Linked DNA regions of Zea mays: region 2 is linked to region 1. The links are chromatin contacts, called in public Hi-C maps. All regions are on one chromosome and are shown on one strand. The core of a region is the stretch at or near the end of the contact, and the rest is flanking DNA. Distances in the headings are between cores, read along the strand shown. Region 1 holds the start of LOC100283279 (dehydrin6). Region 2 has its middle 15 kb from the start of LOC100192885.

Region 1 (5,738 bases), core at 1,311-3,810:
CAGGGGCCAGGCGGCCTCCTCATGCTAGATAAATCGCGACGCTTCCAGAGGATACATCTCCCTCTCGGTTGCCGGGGCGGCACTATCCATGGTGAAGAGGATGTCGACCGCGATGGCTACAACGACGACGATGGAGCAGCTTGACGCTCCCAACAGATGCGAGCCATTCTCCTCCTCCCTACGTCCTTTCCCCCTCCCTGACGCCACAACCGTGCCTGCTCCGGCCGAATCTAAAGGTGTCGGGATCCCCAATCCTTCCCCTCCTCTCCCCCTCTCCACAACACCGCAACTGTGCTCGCATCACCATCCCCTCCCCTGTCTCTTCGCCAGGAATCCCATCCTCACCCCCAATGCCACAGTTCTGCTCGCGTTGGCCGGATCTGGGAATGAGGAACCCACGGTTCCACGACCTCCTCTCCGTGGAAGCCTAAAAGGCATCACCCCCATAAGCGAGAGGAAGAAGACACATTCCTATATATTCTCTCAGTCTGTCCGCTGCTGTCTAGAAACATCATGTAATGAGGCTGGGGAACGATCCCACGGAGTGCCCCCGTGTCCGTCACCTCGGTTCGGCAGAGGCCAGCCACCACGGCTCGCTAGGACTAGGCCGACCTAGATGAGATGCAGTGATCTGATGGGAGGGATGGGTGAGCAAGAATTGGTACGGTAACCGGGAGCCAATCTTGATTTATTCCTTATGTCATGAACTCCTTTTATTTACACCCACACTTTCTAACTTTCATACAATGATTCGTATATTTAAAACAGGGCTAACTTATGTGCTCATGCTTTACGAACCCTAGCATATGTCGCAAAAAATCACCTAAAGTAAGAACTAACTCTGCAGCCTCTTGAAGCTCTAGATTTCAATTCTTATGGCCTAAGAAGCGTTTTTTATTTCATAATATAAGCTTTCACAACAATCAAATTGTTGGAGTCAGATTCTATAAATACCCAACATTTACTAACCTACATTTTTTTCAGCTGGTGCCATGACCATCACATAATGTTGATGAGCTTTTGCTTCCAAGTTGCTGATTGCATGTGGATTACCATGCATGGCTATTTGCTATTTGGTTGTCCCGGCCTTTCTTAGGATCTATTGGATGTAGTACATATTATCATTATTTAGCTAATATTTGCTAACTACTGCCTAGCAGAGTGGATAGTAGGTTGTGGAGTTCAGATCCATAACTAATGGATTAATTAATAAGTGGAGAGTAATGTTCCTGTTAGCCCCCATTATTTGGGTAGATAGTAAGATAATGGGGATTTAGAAACAATCTAAAGTTTATTCCCATCTGTTATCTAGACCTATTTATATCCATATAGCTAAAGTTTAGCATATTGCTACATCCTCATTATTAGTTTCGAGCCAAACATGTACTGATTGTATAATTTAAATGTTTATAGGAGTAACTAATTTGTTTTAGCTTTGCTATTTTACGAGTGTCAGGATGCTTAACTATTTCATACTTGCTTTGTAGGAATGTTCGATGCCGACAACATCTTGCTCTACCAGAAGGTACCAGATCCAAATCAAGAACCAAAATTTAGGAAAAAAATACGAACTGCAACCTTATCCGTCATCTTTAGTAATTCATGTGTTTATCTTATTTGCACCAAGAACTATGCTGGAGGCTATAAAACTATGAACGTTATTTGTGACATGTAAATAATACTAGCTTGTACATGCATCTAAATGCATATACGAAACACAATGCACCTTTTGTTTGCATTCCATGTAAATTATAAATTAAATCCAAACATTGCAAAATTACAAAACACACACACAACACCACGCGCGCATGGGCGCGCGCAAGACAGTAGTAAACAAGTGAACAGCCAACTAAACATTCCAGATCCGTTCCCAAGTCGAGATCGAACAGCGCGTGTTAGGGTTTAAGGGTGAGGACAAGCTGCCGCCGCTGACCGCTATAGCTGATCAAGTCAAAGGGAAATCGTCGAGTTACTTAGCAAATACGCTACAGATGCCAAAACCACGGTCCAAGCACTTTCCAGTTTCAAATAAAAAGGCAGCTTATTAACGAAGTGACGAACTATTTTGCACCAGTCCAAGGTAGCACCGCCCAAGCACAGATATAACTAGATCGGATCGGATCTAAAAAAAACAGGAACGAATCGGGTATACAAATCGTGGGGTCTTACGCTTGCCGCCGCCGAGGACGGAGTGGACGGGCCTCTCCCGGCCGAAAAGGCGGTAGATCTTGGCCTTCATGGCTTCCGCCGCCGACGCCAACGAGGACCCCTTCTTCTCGTCGTCCGAGTCAGACGACGACGACGACGAGTCCCCGCCGTGGAACTTCTCGGTGATCTTGTCCATCACAGACTCCGGCACAGGCTCCTCCTTGTGGTCGGCCATGCTCTCTCTCTCTCCTCCGCCGCTGCTCGGACGAGAAATCACAGTAGCAAGCTTGTTTGCCCCTCTCGTTGCTGCGCGGTGTGCTCACCCAAAGACGCCGTGTGCGTGAAGCGTAGCCAAGTCGTTTTATAAACGGCGATGGATGCGATCCTGACCGTCGAACTACGTTTGCACGGGCGCCCGCCGTTGGAACACCGTGGCTCGTTTTGTCCGCGCAAGTAGGGTGTCCCCACGGAAAGGGATCCCGCCGCCTACCCCTTCGCTAACGGTGAATCAAGGCGCCAGGCACAGATTCAGGCCCACCGGCAGTGACACTAACACCACACATGAGGGTGCAGAAATGGGGTAGTACTTGAATTGGGAAGCACGAACGCGTGGACAAGGAGGCGCCGCGGCGTCGGGCACGTCGTCGGGGAACGGGGACCCAGGGCAAGCAAAGCAAGTCAGGAGGGCGGTGGAGATCGCGAGGAAAGCGGCAGCGACCATTCTACACGTGGCGCGAAGGGGCCCTTGGACGGCATCCAACGGCGTGGAGCGGCTGGTGGACTGTAGGCGGAGGGCGGTCTGGGAAAAGAAGATGGTCGAAGAGAAGTTTCGCGAAGCAATCACGGCCACGGGGTTTGAATTCGGCAAGACCGACCAGGCGCCAATACTTGGTGGCCAAGCTCCTTCTAGGTGACCCTTTCTAATTTAATTAAAGATTTACGATAACGTATGCAACTGTTGTGCCAGCCTCGACGCCTTGTCGGCCACTCGCATGCCTCGCGTATGGCTCTCCATCTATATCTATAACTGTTTGAGCCATAAGGCTTAACTAAAATTACTCGCTAAATTTTAGTCACCGTCTATTTAGAAGAAGTGACTAACAGACATTAATAAAATTATAATCATAAATGTTGGGCGGGCGTGGGGACTAAACAAGTGGGGGACCAACTACTTGAAATATTGTTTAGAACAAGTGACAGGAATGGGGGACCTGCTACAGCACGCGCTAGGTGCAGGTGTGGATGTAGGGACCAGGTATAAAGCATGGGTTTTAGTCATTTTTAGCTACTCCTTGAAAGCTAAAGGAGCTAACACATTTTAGTTACTTTTAATCCTTTGTGTTTGGAAGTTTAGCTTTTAAACCGACTAAACTTTAGTCATTTTGCTTTAGTAGTATGAATCCAAACATGTTCTAAGAGTGTAAAGTCAGCGTCCACAGCTCTGCCCTGCCCGCCTGCTCCCCCCCCCCCCCCCCCCCCCGCCCATGTTGCACGCCCCGTCCCCCGTCTCGATGCCCACCCCTATCTCGTTGTGGTCGATCTCTATTTTCTCTCCCTCCTCCTAGTCACGCTGGCTCAGCGAACCACTGCTCGTCTATCGCTCCATGCCTCCCGCTGGTCGATCCGCCCAACATGTCTAGCAACCTCTGTTACACCGCCTCCGGCGACCACGGGAGCCCGTCGAGGAGGACAGGGGAGATCTTGCTCGATCTGAGGATGCAGGGAGGCATGCTGATGACCTCCTCCTCACTTGATCAGTGCTCGGTTCGGACCCCCTCTGCCGCCCTAGCCCTGAACCCTAGGTTTGCTACTCTCATCGGAAAACCTCAATCCCTGGCGCTCATATCACAAACCCAGATCTAGCTTTCAATAATCTTGCTAATTGAGCTAAGTACTTGCATCCATCTCCTTTATTTCATTTTGCTTGATCGAGGCTCTGCCTTTCCAAAACATGTATGTTGTGATTATGGATATTTTCCTCCCTTTTTCCTAAAGGATGAAGGAAAAATAATTCTAGATTTGCTATACAAAATACTCTTGTTCAATTTCACAAACTAGCGATCATGATTACTTAATTTTTTAGCTCCCTGATGTATTGTTTTCAAAATAGATTTACTATTTATGATGGTTTTGGCAAATATATTGATACCCTACGAAATGTAGTGCTAAAAATGCATGTTATCTTTTATTTTACTTAAATACATGACATTTGTGTTTGTATTCTGCAAAGACAAAATTAAGAAGAATCATATATCATGTTTCTTCAACTGGGTGAATGTATCCTCTTAGCAGTGCAAGTGATGTTGACATGTACGACATGCAATTGAGCCCCAATATGTGAAACGTAGCGATTTAAAAGGGCGATGATGCTCAACCTTATTTGGAATTGCATGTCACTGAGAACAAATAGGCTCATGCGCTTCTGCAAGCCTGTTTACTCATGCCTATGATGGTCATTTAGATGCATGACAACTGGCTACAGTCAAATTAGGATGACTAAATTGGGCAGCGGGAGCATAAGGGAAATCCTAGTTTCTTTGATTGAACAAAGGTTGTGTTGAGCCTCTTTTCTATGCTCAACTCATGGTATAAGACTGTCTCCAGCAACGTCCTCTATATACATCCTTTACAGTTTTCTCTAAAAGATTTCATCTCCTATATCTACTTTCTCTCCAACAACGTCCTCTAAATCACGTCATCTATATGTAAATACCTATATTAAAGACATTTTTAATTTTTTAATTTTTGTACATACGTATTTGTCATACTATCAAATGTATTGTACATATTTTAGTTTTATTAAACCGGTTGTTTAAAGTATTCAAATAGATAGAGAATCGTTTAGAGAAAATCTACATATAGAGGATCCAGCAGCGTTCTCTAAATTTAGAGGACCGTTTAGAGGACGTTGCTGGAGGGAGTAGAGGACGTCCTCGTCCTCTAAATTTAGGGTACAAGACCCTTTAGAACTCCTTGTTGGAGCTAGTCTAAGGTATCCCTTTTCAGTTTTCGTCCTATTTTTTGTTGTTTTGCCATGTTTGGATTCGCTTGATTCACAGCAAAAATGATTGAAAAATAATGTTTGGATTCGCTTGATTTAAGACAAGCAAAAGTTAAGCAAAAAATATTATATATTTATCAAATTAAATACGATAGCTTGGCAAATTTTAGTAACCAAGCAAATAATATCAAAATCATAGCCTATTAAATCTTTGGTCTAGCATATTTTAGTTTTAGAAGCTAATTAAGTAGGATGTTTGATACGATGATTGAAATTGTGCTAGAAACAAGTACATGCTCCTGGGAGTGCACATGACTCATGCCTTTCAATCTTTTTCCCGTATATAATTGTCTTAGACATTTGGACCAGACACTCATGGTATAATTTTCATGATGTTGGATTATTGATTGGCATTGAAGAGGTATCACCAAAGAAGTAGGCTCAGTGCTTGACTGCTCTTCTAAATCCTCTGTCATCAGGTGATTGTTTTTTTTGTTTTTTTAATACTATGGCATTAGTTACATTGAAACATGAGAGTCGGATGACGTTGTCGTCGATAACTCCGACTACAGCTCGCCCAAGCGCGACG
Region 2 (5,910 bases), core at 588-3,087, 280 kb after region 1:
ATGAATGAACACTCTCCTATGTAGAGAGAATATCTCCTAGATGAGATTATAGTTCCTTGATGGAACCTTTCCAGAAGAAATAAAGTCTGTGTTAAACACCAAAGTTTGATAATCCCTATAAAGGGATAAAGACCCATATAGACCCGAGAATGAATGAAATGAGGAACCAAAGGACTTGAAGTTTGCTTGATAAGCACATGTGCATGTCACGAGTTTTACCGAGTGTATGTACACTCGTGTATTCCATCATATGTGGAATTACGGTATCCTCTAAAGCCCTGATGGCAGAAACCTATAAGGTTTAGGTGTTACTGGCAAAATATCCCATTGTACCAGAATGACAGACTATAACGATGTATCTGATCGATGAAAAATCCCTGATGGATTACGATCTTTGATGGACTTTTGTTACACCATCATAGATGTTGCGATGGATGAACGCCTGGAGCGATGTGTCATATTTAGAATATGTACTATTGCAACTATATTATCCCCTAAGTCCTAATGAAGGACATGTTATTTGCTTTGCACAACTATGTATAAATTGTGGTGTAAGATAGAAAATGATAGCACTCCAACCTCATCCGTTCTCGTTATTCCAGATGAACAATGAGACATATATATTGAAGAATATGCTTGAGTTATGAGGGATAACGACTTTGACAGATGTCATCGTCAGGGGGAGCGAATGCTTATATTGATCATAATCGTGAGACAATAAATGTCATATTCTATGTCCTGAAGGCGTGAGCTTGATGATCAATATACGAACCTTTATGGAACTTTCTATCAAATATATAGATCCAGTCGATCGAACACCATCAGTCAAAGTGGCTTATTTATATTGATACGTGCACTTACCTCGTATATCCTAGAAGTGAGTAGAGGTAAAGTTCCTGAAATAGTCCTTGCAAGGATATGCAATCTGTTTGCTAAATCTTTATGTGCATATACTTTTAGAAGAAGATGTTGTGCCATATTGATACGGTTTTGCAAGGATCAAGGGGAGCACATTTCTAAATTTAGCTCTTGTAGAAGATTCGATGTAATCTAGATCTAGAAGATCGAAATATGTCCTGATGACAGTTGATGCACTCTTTTCCCCTTAGTGAGTTTTCTTGAAGTTTCTCACATAAGGTTTTTAACGAGGCAACAAAGTGCAAATGCAATTGTATCACCATGCACTCTTTCTCCATATTTTTTCCACTGGGTTTTTCGGAGTTTTAACGAGACATGTGTTGGTCGCGATATTCGCCCAAGGGGGAGTGTTAAGTAACCCTAGTTAGGGTTATGTGGGCAAATACCTACTTTGCCCACGATGGGTCTCACATCTCTATATAATGAACCTATACACCTCATAATATAGTGAAGAGATCAGAAAGAGGTCAGAGACCCAACTCTATATCATGTGTCTCGTGTGTTTCCTCTGTCGTGCTTATGGGAAGGGAGACGGGTTCTCTACAGCTTCTCGCGCCTTTACTGTTGACGGGAGGAAAGGGAGCGGATCTGGTGATCCGCGATAACGTAGTTCTCAACAATAATTAGATCAGATCCGAATACAAAAGGTAAGTTAGGGCTTGGTGCTCTGTTTCGCACACCTGGTGGTGCTTGCCGACGAAGGGCCCGAAGAAGACCTGGGCACCTGGCGCTGGGCGGCAGCGACGGGCCAACCAGTCGTTGGCTCGTTAGTCGTTGCTGGGGGCACTGGGGCGCTCGCGCAAACGGAAGGGTTTTTGGCTTGCAGCATCACGCATTCACGCTCGCGCTCGGGGCATTAACGCTTGGATCTATGCGCGAGTGGACTGCTGGGCTGGGCTGGCCTAGCCTTGTGCACACCTGCGCGAGAGGCAACCACGTACCCAACAAAAAAAAATGCCTCGTGGGCAATACGTCTGAAGGAATCACTGTATCAGGCCCAGTACGATTTTTTTGTTGTTGTGTATTTCATACTTCGAAAAGCATAGCTTTTTATCAGAGTGTTCGTTTACAATTTTGCTTGCACCACTGTGCTGATTACAATGAGATCTACAAAGATAAATAAATGCATGATTATTTATTGACACTCACAAACTAATCTTAGTTTTTTTCCTAATTGACAGGTTTGTCGTTTATCTTTTGCTGTATGTTTGAAATTGTTGCATGAAGCAAAATGTTCTTGCCTTTTCTGAGGTGTTATCATGAATCTTATCTTATGGCATATATTTATCGATCACCAAACCGTTTATCGTCTTGTTTGCGCGATTCAGTTATAGATAAATAGTACCGAATACAATTTGCTTTTATATATTACTTACGTTCCTATATTATATGTCTTCGATTGTTCGCGACTCTTCCATACCTATTTTTTTAGAGCTGGATCCACCACTGTCTCTATGCTAATGAACATCGTGGATCGAAGGTGTCACCGTGAACTTTTCTGCACGAGCGGAGTTGAAGTCCTCTCGCTTAATTGCCTGACCAAGACAGCAACAGCATGCGTTCGGTTTCCATCGTAATTGAGGAGTCTAGCATGGACACTCTTATAGATGGCGTGCTTACACTAGAATATACTTGCTAAAAGAAGATTAAAACAAAAATGACTCCGTATTACTAATATGTTCATCACCTCATCAGTATACACATGTGTACAATAAACTTTCATTATATACAAGGTATATGGCATATATATCAGTATTTCGGGGAGTCAGGCACATTTTTTCTCCTTTTTTCCCCTTTCCGGTTGGTTATTATACAGGTCAACTGGCGTGCTGGCGCGCACGTTTAGCTTTTTTATGTTATATATTTTTACCGAACCGAAGCAAACAATTTTATATGCATAACATGAGAATATGTTGTAGCAACTGATGAGTTTATAGATGGTTATATTACATGGCAATACATAGATATTATATATAGCATATCGAGGGTAAGGTTTGCTTAGAATATATTGTAGCAACTGATGAGTTTATAGATGGTTATATTACATGACAATACATAGATATTATATATAGCATATCGAGGGTAAGGTTTGCTTCATAGAAGAAGGCACACATAATATTTATAGACAAAATAGTGAGGAATATGCTTCGTTTGTTGAAGTTTGGGCGTGATGTTCAGAAGTATTCCTGCAGCCAATAATGGTAGGATATTTCAATCATAGAGTAAAGTTTTAGTCTATTTGAAGTTGTAGCTGCATTGTTTACCTTACTGTGTTGCACACAACGTCTACTCTTGTTGATTCTTAGGGTCTTGTTTGATCCTGGATGAATGTAGGATGAAAGTTTAGCTGTATAGTATAGCGAATGTACTAATGGAAGTAGTACTATATGATGAGATGAGAACTACAGACCTTTTTGTAGGTGATTCAAGTGTTGTTGCAGGAGCTCTATTTTTATCAGCATCAAGAGGGTTTGTCTGTGCAATAGTTAAATTATTTGTATAAGAGTAAAAGGGAAATTAAGAACAGTTGGTAAAGTTTTTTGAAAAAAAATCATATATTGAAAATATTCAAAAAAGATGTCATATTTCATTTTTTTTCTTTCAAGTGTTGGTGTAGAACATGGTGGATTGTTTCCTTCATATCAAATATCAAATAGACTTACCTCAGGTTTATCCTTTGCTGGAGAATAGGTTAGCTTTCGACTCACCTGAGGATGAATGAAACATCTATCATTAAATGGAAGTTCAAGAATGAAAAGGTATTTGATAAGCATGATTTAACTTACACTTGGTGAGTCCGCCGTGGAAAGTCTAGACATGACTGTAGAGGGAGATTGAGCAGCTGTTGTTATCAGTTTGTTTTTGGCTGGATTGGGAGGAAGGTGCACATCAAGTTTTTCTTGAACTCTTGGTAGTGATGTCATTCTTCCATATGATGCTACAATTCCTTTTATGAGCAATGCTTTTTCTAGAAATCTGTATGATTGGTTGTTGAACACTACAATGAATGTGTATTTCCGTGAAACGATTGCTGTAATTTCAGGTGGGATAGCTGATGCATCTGGAAAATGATGCAACAACCATTGGACATGGTTTCCCAATAATTGTCCTTGCAACAGTGTCGAAAGCAAACATTTCAGCTTCTGCAGTTCCATCTGATGCCTTGAAAGTGAGCTTGTACCTACAATGATAAGTTGAGTAAGTAAATCGTTATATTTTTATGCTATATCTAAGAAACAATTAAAAACGGGATTATAAGAAAACATATCTATTCTATTGTATGAAAAAGACCTGAAGCAGTATTTTGTTGATCCACATGTGGAGCATTGACGGATGATAGGATCAATGCTTGGTTTGTTTGGGCAAGTATTGCAAGCAATATAATACCAAGTCTTGCCTTCAGGAATACTTGTAATGGTTACTGTGCATTCATATCCTTCATCCTATGAATGAATTATGAACACATAAATTACAAAATATTTTTGAAAGAAGTAAATCTGAGTTAATGTAAATTAGCATTAGATGTGCTTACCGGTACATCATGTGGGTTTAGAGGTAATATGTATTTAAGGTCATGATGTTCTCGTTGTGGAAGTTGTGGAGGTGTAATTTCTTGTCCGTCAAGGCTGGGTAATTCTATGTTTATCTTCTCAGATTCAATCCTGTGAATCATAAAGTAAAGTTAGGTTTTGCTGTTGATTTTATTTTTTTTAAATGAAAGTGTGTAATTGGTGTACTTGTTGTAAAAAGCAGTAGCTTCTTCAATTGATGGGTTGAAGTACCAATGGTAGGCTGCACCACCACTTAAAAGTACTTCCCCTATATATGTTTATAACAAAGGAAGATAAGAAGTATAAGACCAAAAAAGATATGAGAAAAGTTATAATTACGCACCTTGGAATTCTTTTGGTAAACAACCAACAAATAAGACAATGACAAGAGTTTGTTTCTGTGGGTCATAAGTGTTGGTCAAATAAAATTCTTGTGCACGTTTCCCCCATAGAGTAATTTTCAGAATGCTATCACTGTTAGACAGTTTCAAAATAAGTACTAAATATGTGTTAATGCATTTTTCAACAATGGTGGATCAAGTATTAATATAAAAACGGTAAAATAAGATAATAAATATGTAGTATGTTGCATAGCAGTGACCTGAGGTTTTTTATTAGAACATGTCGATTGTAAGATGAGGGTATGCGTGCATTTCCCACAGGTTTAATCGCAGAGATTTCTGTAATAATGCTAATGACATCTAATGTTTCATACAATAGCAAAACCAGGATTAGATCACGTGAGCGCTTGGATAATTATGAGAATAGGATTTTATGTCATATTTAGGAAACATACCATGGAAGTTCCTTGCATTTGGTTCATTTGGATCAATCTTGTCGTAACTTGTTAGACTATAAACATAGAGAGGAAAACTTGAGGGTGAATTATGACAAAGTTCAAGGGTTGTGTATGGTGTCACATACAACATGAGATCACCATCAACAGGTTTGTAGGAAGATTTTGCACGAGCTACTGGAAAGCGGGACATCTTGTATATTTTTCCCACTTGAAATTCATCACCTCTTTTAGCTGCTGGGAATGATGGTATTTGACAATGGATAGCATTGCCCTGTGAGGTGTTGGAAAAAACAAATATAAATATCTCACAGTTTAGGTATTTTGGACTACTATCTGAACATAGTAATAGAAAATGTTTTCACATATCGAATCTCTAGTTACATTAGCCCAAAGAGTCAAATTTGGAGGTAATTTTTAGTGTGCTTAATACTTACTATGCAATCCGTCAGGATCATGTCTATGTGTAATATGGGTCCATTGTCAATAGCACCTCGAAATTCCCATTTCCTGTGGACCTCTATTTGAATTTCTATGTCTCGATCTTGTAGAGTCAATGCTGAAAGTGGTTTATTAGGCATTCTGTGTAACATGGAACAGATAAAAAATGTAGTTAGCATTTTGTTTATAAGTATCCTATAATAA

What was found. A called contact is a pair of places that touch in the nucleus more often than the background predicts.
Region 2: a Hi-C map of leaf shows a contact between it and region 1, with 6 times the contacts expected there. The contact joins the enhancer-like site here to the promoter of LOC100283279 in region 1. A contact is called at or near these places in 4 of 25 Hi-C or Micro-C datasets (bundle sheath, ear, leaf and 1 more).

Annotation. Positions count from the first base shown.
Region 1 is chr3:205,355,692-205,361,429 of Zm-B73-REFERENCE-NAM-5.0, forward strand. LOC100283279 (dehydrin6) reads right to left here and starts at 2,561. Exons shown (of 5, transcript NM_001156181.2): 1 at 2,170-2,561. The coding sequence starts at 2,383. It overlaps LOC109944883 (a long non-coding RNA gene), which reads left to right and starts at 3,575. Exons shown (of 4, transcript XR_002750313.2): 1 at 3,575-3,950; 2 at 5,569-5,628; 3 at 5,722-5,738.
Region 2 is chr3:205,634,049-205,639,958 of Zm-B73-REFERENCE-NAM-5.0, forward strand. It overlaps the pseudogene LOC100272503. Among protein-coding and RNA genes, the nearest start is that of LOC100192885, 15 kb to the right of the region's middle. Within about 2 kb of position 1,838, at least 18 of the 20 cell types and tissues checked have an H3K27ac peak or open chromatin away from gene starts, as enhancers often do. A contact at or near this core is called in bundle sheath, ear, leaf and 1 more, where this site is marked.